Linked DNA regions of Mus musculus: region 1 is linked to region 2. The links are chromatin contacts, called in public promoter capture Hi-C maps. All regions are on one chromosome and are shown on one strand. The core of a region is the stretch at or near the end of the contact, and the rest is flanking DNA. Distances in the headings are between cores, read along the strand shown. Region 1 holds the start of Stat6 (signal transducer and activator of transcription 6). Region 2 holds the start of Gls2 (glutaminase 2 (liver, mitochondrial)).

What was found. Promoter capture Hi-C pulls out the DNA fragments that hold promoters and counts their contacts.
Region 1: a promoter capture Hi-C map of liver shows a contact between it and region 2, with 10 times the contacts expected there. The contact joins the promoter of Stat6 here to the promoter of Gls2 in region 2. A contact is called at or near these places in 10 of 39 promoter capture datasets (the C10 cell line, cranial neural crest, embryonic stem cells and 6 more), 4 of 484 Hi-C or Micro-C datasets (CD4 T cells, the G1E-ER4 cell line and embryonic stem cells), 16 of 115 datasets of contacts at active chromatin or transcription factors (the 230-238 cell line, T-cell acute lymphoblastic leukemia, bone marrow-derived dendritic cells and 11 more) and 2 of 9 other capture datasets (embryonic stem cells and liver).

What each region holds. Positions count from the first base shown.
Region 1 is chr10:127,641,539-127,645,630 of GRCm38.p6, forward strand. It overlaps Stat6 (signal transducer and activator of transcription 6), which reads left to right and starts at 1,448. Exons shown (of 22, transcript NM_009284.2): 1 at 1,448-1,711.
Region 2 is chr10:128,192,597-128,197,067 of GRCm38.p6, forward strand. It overlaps Gls2 (glutaminase 2 (liver, mitochondrial)), which reads left to right and starts at 2,039. Exons shown (of 18, transcript NM_001033264.3): 1 at 2,039-2,311. The coding sequence starts at 2,130.

The DNA.
Region 1 (4,092 bases), core at 198-2,697, 550 kb before region 2:
GCAATTTCAAGGCCATCCTGGGCTACATGACCCTTTGTCTCAACAACAGCATCAACAACCACAGTCCAACCAAGTAGCTGAGCAACAACAACAACAACAAAAGTACCTCCTGCTTGCTGTTTACTAGGTGACCAGAGTTCCTCTGAGCCTTTATGTATCAGTATATTCTATTCTCACAACCCCACAGCTTAAGCCACTCTGCGTGCTCCGTCCTACAGATAATGAACCAGCCAATTCTGCAGTTAGCATCTTTGGCAGGACTTGAACACAAATAGGTCTTGCTCAGAGTCCATGATTATATTATATGTACATGTACAGTTTGCTCTGGCACCTGGGTGGATCTAAGTTTGCACTGTGTACAGTGCCCACGGATGTGCAGTGGAGGAATCAGCTCAGGCACCAGGGGGCGCCAGAAGCCTGGCTTTTGCTCTTTCAGCCCAGCCCTGAAAGGCAATGGAAAGCCAAAATTCCAACTTGACACAGCCACCCTCAGACTATCCCTCCATACACTCGACTTTCAGGTTTGGCCTTTTGTTATCCTCCCCAACAAAAACTACAGGACAGTCCTCTGGTTATGATGGTGATTCAGAGGCTGAACAAGGGGCGTGTGTGTGTGTGTGTGTGTGTGTGTGTGACTCTAAGAGGCTCTGAGGGCTGTCATGTGTGAGAGCCTGCTGCTACATGTGTAAAGCTCAGACACGCGCGTGTGCGTGTGTGTATGTGTGTGTGTATGCGTGTGTGTGTGTGTGTGTGTGTTTTCTTGTGGCCAGGGAAATTGCACATATTTGTTTTGGGGTGTGTCTCAGTGTTTACCTCAGAAACAGATAGGAACTTTGCCAAGGTTGCACAGCATATTCACATTCAAACTTGGCACCCTGGCAGCCCTCAGTGGCTATCACTAGGGTTTGGGACGTGGTATCCCCGAATGAATTCCTTTTCCTCCAAGGGACTCCCGGAGACTTCCAGAATTCTGAGCTAAGGGTTCCCCTCCCCCACTTCCTCCCTACAGTATCACGGGACTTCTAAGGCGTTCCTGCCTTGGAAGGAGGTGAGCCTAATTGTGCAGGGGCCTCGGGCTCCCAGCTGTTTTTCAGGGTCCTCCACTGGAGGACGCACACAACCCAGATGTCCCATAGCACAGTTCCCCGAGGTCCCAATCTCTGGCCCGGAGAAAGTTTGTGTGGTAGCTAGGCAGTTCGGGGTGGCATGCCTCTGCCAGATATTAGGTGACTTTTCCGAGGAGTGGGGAATGGATCAGTGCTAAGGGGATTAGAGTAAAGGTCAGCCTCCCTCCAGTGTGGTTCAATGGAGCTCCAGCTTTGCCCTCCCCACTACGTGCTTCCCCACCGGGTACATACAGGTTCACCCCACTTTCTTCCTCTTCCTCCTCCAGCCCACTTTCTCTTCTCTGTGTCGTCAGAGCGCCAGGGAGGGACCTGGGCAGACAGAGAAGCCGGAAACAGCAGGCCGGGGCAGCCAGGGTTTACAGTGAAGAAGGCCCGGAGACGAGTGCGTGCGTGCCTGTGTGTGTGTTTGTGTGTGTGTGCGCGCGCTCGAGCGTGTGCGCGCGTGCCTGTGTGCATATGTGTGTGTGTGTCTGTACACATTGAGTTTTTAGGGCCAGCCCAGGACCCGCTGGACAGACCTACAGACCCATGGGGCTTGGTAGTGCCCTCTGAGAGAGGGAGAAGATAGCAGCGGGGCTGCTGAGGTGAGGGGACGTCTGCGAGTAGGGAAGGTTATGGGGGGGCTTTGACGAACCACGAGGGATGGATTTTCGGGGCCTCTCGGATCCTCCCCCCTGGGCGGGGCAGTTGGTCCCCTGAAAATAGTTTCATCTGGGGTTAGCTGACGGCACTGGGTTTTGGCAGTTTCCAACTTTCGAAGGACTCGGGTGGGTACAGGCCTCCACATTCCGGTCCCCAACGTGTCGCGTCACTTTCCCCAATCCTCAGCCCTGCGCCTCCTGGGTCTTGGGACAGTCGCTGGGCAGAGGAGAAGAAAGGTTCTCTGGGTTGGGGGACATGGCTGCCTTTCCCTAGAAGTTGATGCTCCAGGGTCCCCGAGCCTGTCCAACCCCTAGCTGCTGCCCGCTAAAGGTTCCTACTCAGGGTGTGGCTGGAGGGTGAGAGAGACCCAGATGTAGATCTCATGGTGCCCCAGAGGAGGGGGACTTTCCCCCTCACTTTTTTGGCCGCAGTAAACCCTGAGATTTCCCCGTGGAGGGCAGCCGGCTGGGGGTTAACCCTCCTCATGCTGACCTGGCTCCACCTCCTCCCACCCTTTCCCACCCCCACCAGCGCCGCCACCGTCATATATACACGCACATTGGACAACTCAGGGAAGCCCTTGACTTTTGATATTGGGGTCACACGGCCAGCGGACTCGGAATGCGGGAGTGGAGGGGATAGATTTAGGCCACCAAGCTTACGAAGAAGCTTCTAGGTTGTCGGGCTTCCCCTACGGCGGGGAGGGGGAGCCTGGAAGGGAAAGCTCGCCCCGCCTCTTGAAGTGTAGCTCCGCCTTCCCACCCTAGGGGACTGATCTCAAGAAAGGACGGTCCTTGTCCTAGCCCGACCTATAGACCCTGCAACGTTACCGGCAGCTCAGGAGAAAAATATGGCTTAATGGCGTCTGGGGTGGGGGAAGGATGAGACTTGAGTCACTCTACAGGGAGATTTAGAGGAAATTGGAGCTGTTCCTGGCTTGGCGGTCCCAGTCCCCAGTAGGGTAAGGATAGGGCCAAAGGTCTGGAATCCGAACATTCCAGAGACTGGGAGGAAAAGGGAACAGAATCCTCTCTTAAATTTGAAAATAAGACAAATGTGACTCTTCGGGATGCCCCACCCAACGGGGTAGACAGTTTTAGAGCAAAGTCTGGTTGGAGGACCCTATGCAAGAGTTGAAGACTCTGCCTTTGGGAGTGAGAACTCAGGGAGTGGGAGAGCAACCGGGAAGATGGTTAAGGGTAGGCAATGTCCTGTGAAGTGGCCTCCTTCTCTTCTATATGGGAGTCCTGTGGGAGTTAAGAGGCTCAAAAGGCAGGAGGAATTGGGGAGACCCAGGGAGTTTCCATCCCATCTTCCTCCTCCTCCTCTCTGAGAGGTCATTATAAACTGAGAGCCATCCCTCCCATCAACCACTGAGCCATCCCCCTCAACCCAGCCCACTCTGAGGCCCCTGAGAGACTCAGGAGCCAGCACTCTGCTCCCTCTCCCTCCTCTTTCCCTGCCTTTCTTCTTCTCTTCCTCTGGCTTTTTGGCTGTCTTGTTGTCCCCCACTTCCAGACTGATCAGTCCTCATTGCTTCTCTGGTCTTCCCTCCCTTTCCCCCTTCCCAGCTCTTCCTGTCCTATCTGTAAGGTGATGGGATCTCTGAGCTGGAGGGAATTCTAACAGCACAGTATAGTGATTAATCCCAATGATGAGTAAGGGCCAGATTACTAACTTCTTGCCCAGTGGCCTTGGACAAGTTAACCTTCCTGAGCCTTAATTTCTTCATCTAGGAAAAGGGATAATTGTAAACTTTAAAATAGGCCTGGAGAGATGGTTCAGTGGCTAAGAGCATTGGCTGTTCTCCTGAAGGACCTGGGTTTGATCCCCCCAACACCCCAACACACACACACACACACACACACACACACACACACACGGCAACTCACAACTGTTTCTAACTCCATTTCTAGAGGCACATATATACATAGGCAAAACCATTAAGATAATAAAAAGCTAAAAATAATATTGTGAGGGGGCAGGAATGTAACTCAGGAAAGAGCACAATGTAGCATGTGTGAGGCCCTGGGAGACACTTGCACACGTGCACACATGCATGCATACACACGTGTATACACACATGCATACACACGAGCACAGGCACAGACACACGTACATACACACATGCGCGTGCTTGTGCACACACACAGGCACAGACAAACATGCACACACATATACACACTCTCGTGATTGCGCGCAGGCATGCGCACGCGCACACACACACACACATACATGCACACACAGTTGAGTATGGTATACCTGTTATGGAATAGTGCATAATGACTTGTAGACATTGTTATTCTTCCACCATCTTCATCAC
Region 2 (4,471 bases), core at 789-3,288:
TTAAGAACACAGATTGCTCTTCCGAAGGTCCTGAGTTCAAATCCCAGCAACCACATGGGGGCTCACAACATCTGTAATGAGATCTGACACCCTTTTCTAGAGTGTTTAAAGACAGCTAGTGTACCTATATATAATAAGTAAATATAATGTATATAATAATAATAAATAAGTAAGTAAATAAATCTTTAAAAAAACCAGCTGGGCGTGGTGGCACATGCCTTTAATCCCAGCACTTGAGAGGCAGAGGCAGGCAGATTTCTGAGTTGGAGGCCAGCCTGGTCTACAAAGTGAGTTCCAGGACAGCCAGGGCTATTCAGAGAAACCCTGTCTCGAAAAAAAAAAATCTTTAAAAAAACATAACAAACAAAAACCCCCACATTTATCTAAGTGTGTGGGGGGGTTTCATGAGAACCATTGTCTGAGTAATTATCAGGTTTGGGAACAAGAGCCTTTACCCAGTGAAGTGTCTTGGTTCCAATTTGGTTTCCTCTTTTCAAAACAAACCTAGTAACTGCTTCTTTGGCCACTGCTAGGGGAAAATAAACTAACTGGTTGGCATAGCATACACATGCAATAATAGTTGTTAATATAATTCCTGCTAAGTCAAAGTGCTGTGAGGGCTGAGGTCAGGTGAGTGAAAGCTTTCGAAGCCCACGCTGGCCTTGGACTCTTTCAGATGACGTTGAACTACTGACCCACTTGTCTCCACATCCCTGGCGCTGGGACTCCAGGAATGCTGACCACCACATTTTTAATTCTCCTAAATTTTGTGCATTTTCTCCACTACAAACCAAGACCACACCTTTAATCCCAACACTCTGGAGCCTAAAGTAGGTGGATCTGAGAGTTTGAGGTCAGGCTGGTCTAGCTCGTAAGTTCTAAGAGATACGGAGAGGCCAGGTCTTAAAACTAAAAACAATTGGGGGAGCACGTATATGTTTTGTGTTTCTTTGCTTTTTTGTCGTGTGTGTGTGTGTGTTTGTGTGTGTGTGCACGCGCACCGGCATGCGTGTGGTGTTGCACACCCCTGCAATTCTAGCACTTGAGAAGTTGAGGTAGAAGGTTGGCCACGAATTCAAGGCCAACACGGGCTACAAACTGAGTACTACGGCAACAAGGGCTATATCTCAAAGCCCTGTTTCTAAAACAACAATAAAAAAAGATTTCAGCCGGCCCAGCACTTGGGAAGCAGAGGCAGGCGGATTTCTGAGTTCGAGGCCAGGCTGGCCTACAAAGTGAGTTCCAGGACAGCCAGGGCTATACAGAGAAACCCTGTCTGGGGGGGGTGGGGGGGGGGAAGATTTTGAGTTCACTGGCTTATTTTAATACGTGAACTTTAGAGAAAGAGAACTTTAGAGAGAGACTATAAGTCCTCCGCAGCCACCAAATGACCTAAGAACCTGGGCTCCATGACGCCTAGCAATGAAGCGCGGCGGGCTGCTTCTGGACCGTCTTTCTGTCCACTCAGCGCCAGCGCGCATCCGTGATTGGGGTGTTTGCAGCCCGCACCGCCTGCCTGTAAGTGTGCACTGGCCACCCCTGGCCTTCGAACATGGAAGGTCACTACGTGGCTCCCGCATCCCGCTCGCTCTCATCTCTCTTTGAAAGTGTGGCGTTTTCATCTGCACCAGAGCACTCCGTCGTCCCCAGCCCTGGCGCGTTTCCACGAACTCCGACTGCGCAGAGGCCGATCCTCTCCCCGCCAAAGCTCTGACGCGCGCCGGTGTCCCGACTGTCCCAGCCTCCCGCGCCTTTCCCCGCCTCCCAGCGTTCCTCCTCCTCAGTGATTGGACGCGGTTCCTGTCCCTTTTGACTCCAGACCACGCCCCCTCCCCACCCAGCCGCCTCCAGCTTCTCCTCAATCGAACCCGTGGCGCTCCTGGCTGGAGGCTGTGAGGGGACTATGGGTGTACCTGCGGGATCCGAGTCGTCCCGGACTGGCCCCTCCCCGGACCCCAACCACTCCCACCGGGCCGGTCCTTCCCCCCCCCACCCCCCCCCCGCAGGCTCCACTGGCCCCAGGACTGCTCCCGGGCTCCTAGTCTCGCCCGCCACTCTTCCGCCCCTCCCTCCTCGCCGCCGCTCGCACGTCTGGAGCGCCCGGGCCGAGCGGGTGGCGCGCCGGGGGCATGCGCTCCATGAGGGCTCTGCAGAACGCGCTGAGCCGCGCGGGCAGCCACGGTCGGCGGGGAGGCTGGGGTCATCCGAGCCGGGGCCCGCTTCTGGGCAGGGGCGTCCGGTACTACCTCGGTGAGGCCGCAGCGCAGGGCAGGGGGACGCCGCACAGCCACCAGCCGCAGCACTCGGATCAGTAAGGCTCGCGGGACAGGGGCAGGGGACAGGCTGGCTCCCACTCCCACTGTCGTTCTCGCTAGCTCCCTGGGAGTCCCCTTCCCCAGAGAGCGAGCGCATCTCATCTCCTCTCCGCGCTCACTAGCCTGCGATGCCTTTTCCTTTAGATGTGGGGCTTTGGGTCCGCCGCGCTCGGGCGGTCAGGTGCTGTCCGCCGCGCTCGGGCGGTCAGGTGCTGTCCGCCCGGGAGGGCGTTTGGGCAGGTCGGTCTTCGAGATGATGCCTGTCCAAGGTGCGTACTTATTTGGGAACGCAGATGGGCGCGGAGTGTTGCTTGGTGCACGTGTCTGAGTGCAGGGCCGAGTGCACACCTGCCCATCCCCAGCCTCTCTTCTCTGGTCCCAGTATTTTAGGGAATTTTGTGGATATCGAACAGCTTCCTGCCCCAGGTCCAAGTGCGCTTGGGTCTGACTGTGTGGGGTTTCTTGTCTCTGCCTGTCGTCAGTGGGTAATGTGCGGTGTGCGTCATTGCTGATGCGCACGTAGGTGCGTATGTGTCCGGAGTGTTTTTGTAGCAGAGCTTAACCGTGGAATATCTTATATGCTGGCAAAACACTGATAATCAAGTTTCCAACTTGGTTTTGGAATGCGTTGATTATTCATAAATGAGAAAATTGTGAGACAGTTCCTAAACCAGTCAGCTATTGCGTTGCTCTGCCTCTCTAAATTGAAGTGTTTTTCCCCTTTGGGGCCATCTTCAACCCAGGAAGTCGACCCCCCCCCCCCCAGCATACATTGCCCAGGAATGCTTAGTAGCTGGGCTTTCTCTCCAGCCCCAAGAGGAGTGTTTTCAAAGCATGAAATTTGTTATCCTCAGACATCCAGCTGGACGTTGTCCTGGTAGCTCCTGCCTCATTATGGCAGTATAGGAAATGGACCGTTTTTTCCCTATCATATCAGCTTAGTGATATTTAGAAACATATGCACACCATAATTAAATGAACCAGACTGACACAGCAAACTACCTCAACACCAATAAATATGGTTGGGTAAGCAAATACCATTTGCTTATCCGTTCCCTTGTAAGACCTTTGGGGTGAGGAGCCAGAGGCATCCCTGAGTCCTCCTTACGCATCACAATTCACTGCAGTATGTGACAGAATTGTGTTGTTGTTTGTTTTTTCAAGACAGGCTTTCTCTGTGTAGCCCTGGCTGTCCTGGAACTCACTCTGTAACCCAGGCTGGCCTCAAACTCAGAGATCCATCTGCCTCCACCTCCCCAGTGCTGGGATTAAAGTCATATGGCACTACTACCTGGATGTGACTGAATATTTGTAGGAGACCTAGTTTTTTGTGGCTGCTTGTGTTCCAGGGAACTAATTGGTAAAGGTCTTAAACCTTGGCTCCCTTTGGAAGGTAAAGGAGGTTGGCAAAGAGGAAATACATTCTGATTATTAATTCTAATAATTCTGATTATTTAAAAGTATATAGTTTAGGGCTTCAGACCCAGACATTCAGAGTACTTGTTACTCTGGCAAAGGACTTGGATCTGATTTCCAGCACAGCACGTGATGGCTCACAACCATCTGTAAATCCCAGGGACTCACATGGGCATTCATACACACACAAATCTTAGGAAACACTTAAAAATAAAATACTTGCCAGGCGTGGTGGCTCATGCCTTTAATCCCAGCACTCGGGAGGCAGAGGCGGGCAGATTTCTGAGTTCAAGGGCAGCCTGGTCTACAAAGTGAGTTCCAGGACAGCCAGGGCTACACAGAGAAACCCTGTCTTAAAACAAACAAACAAACAAACAAACACCTAATAAAACCAAAATACTTAGCTTCGTTTTATTCTGTTTTTAAAAAGAATACTGTGATAGGTGCTAGAGAGGTGGCTCAGAAGTTTAAAACACTTGATACTTTTTGTTTGTTTCTTTCTTTTTTCTGAGACAAAGTTTCTCTGTGTAACCCTGGCTGTCCTGGAACTCACTCAGGACTGTCCTCAAACTGACAAATACCCTCCTACCTCTTCTTCCCAGTACTTCCAAGGCTGAGATTGAAGGTGTGTGCCACCACCATCCTGCTTGGTTTATGAACTTTTTAAAAATGTATATAGGTGTTTTGCTTTGTATATGTGTCTGTGTACCACATGCAAGCCTGGAACTTGCTGAGATCAG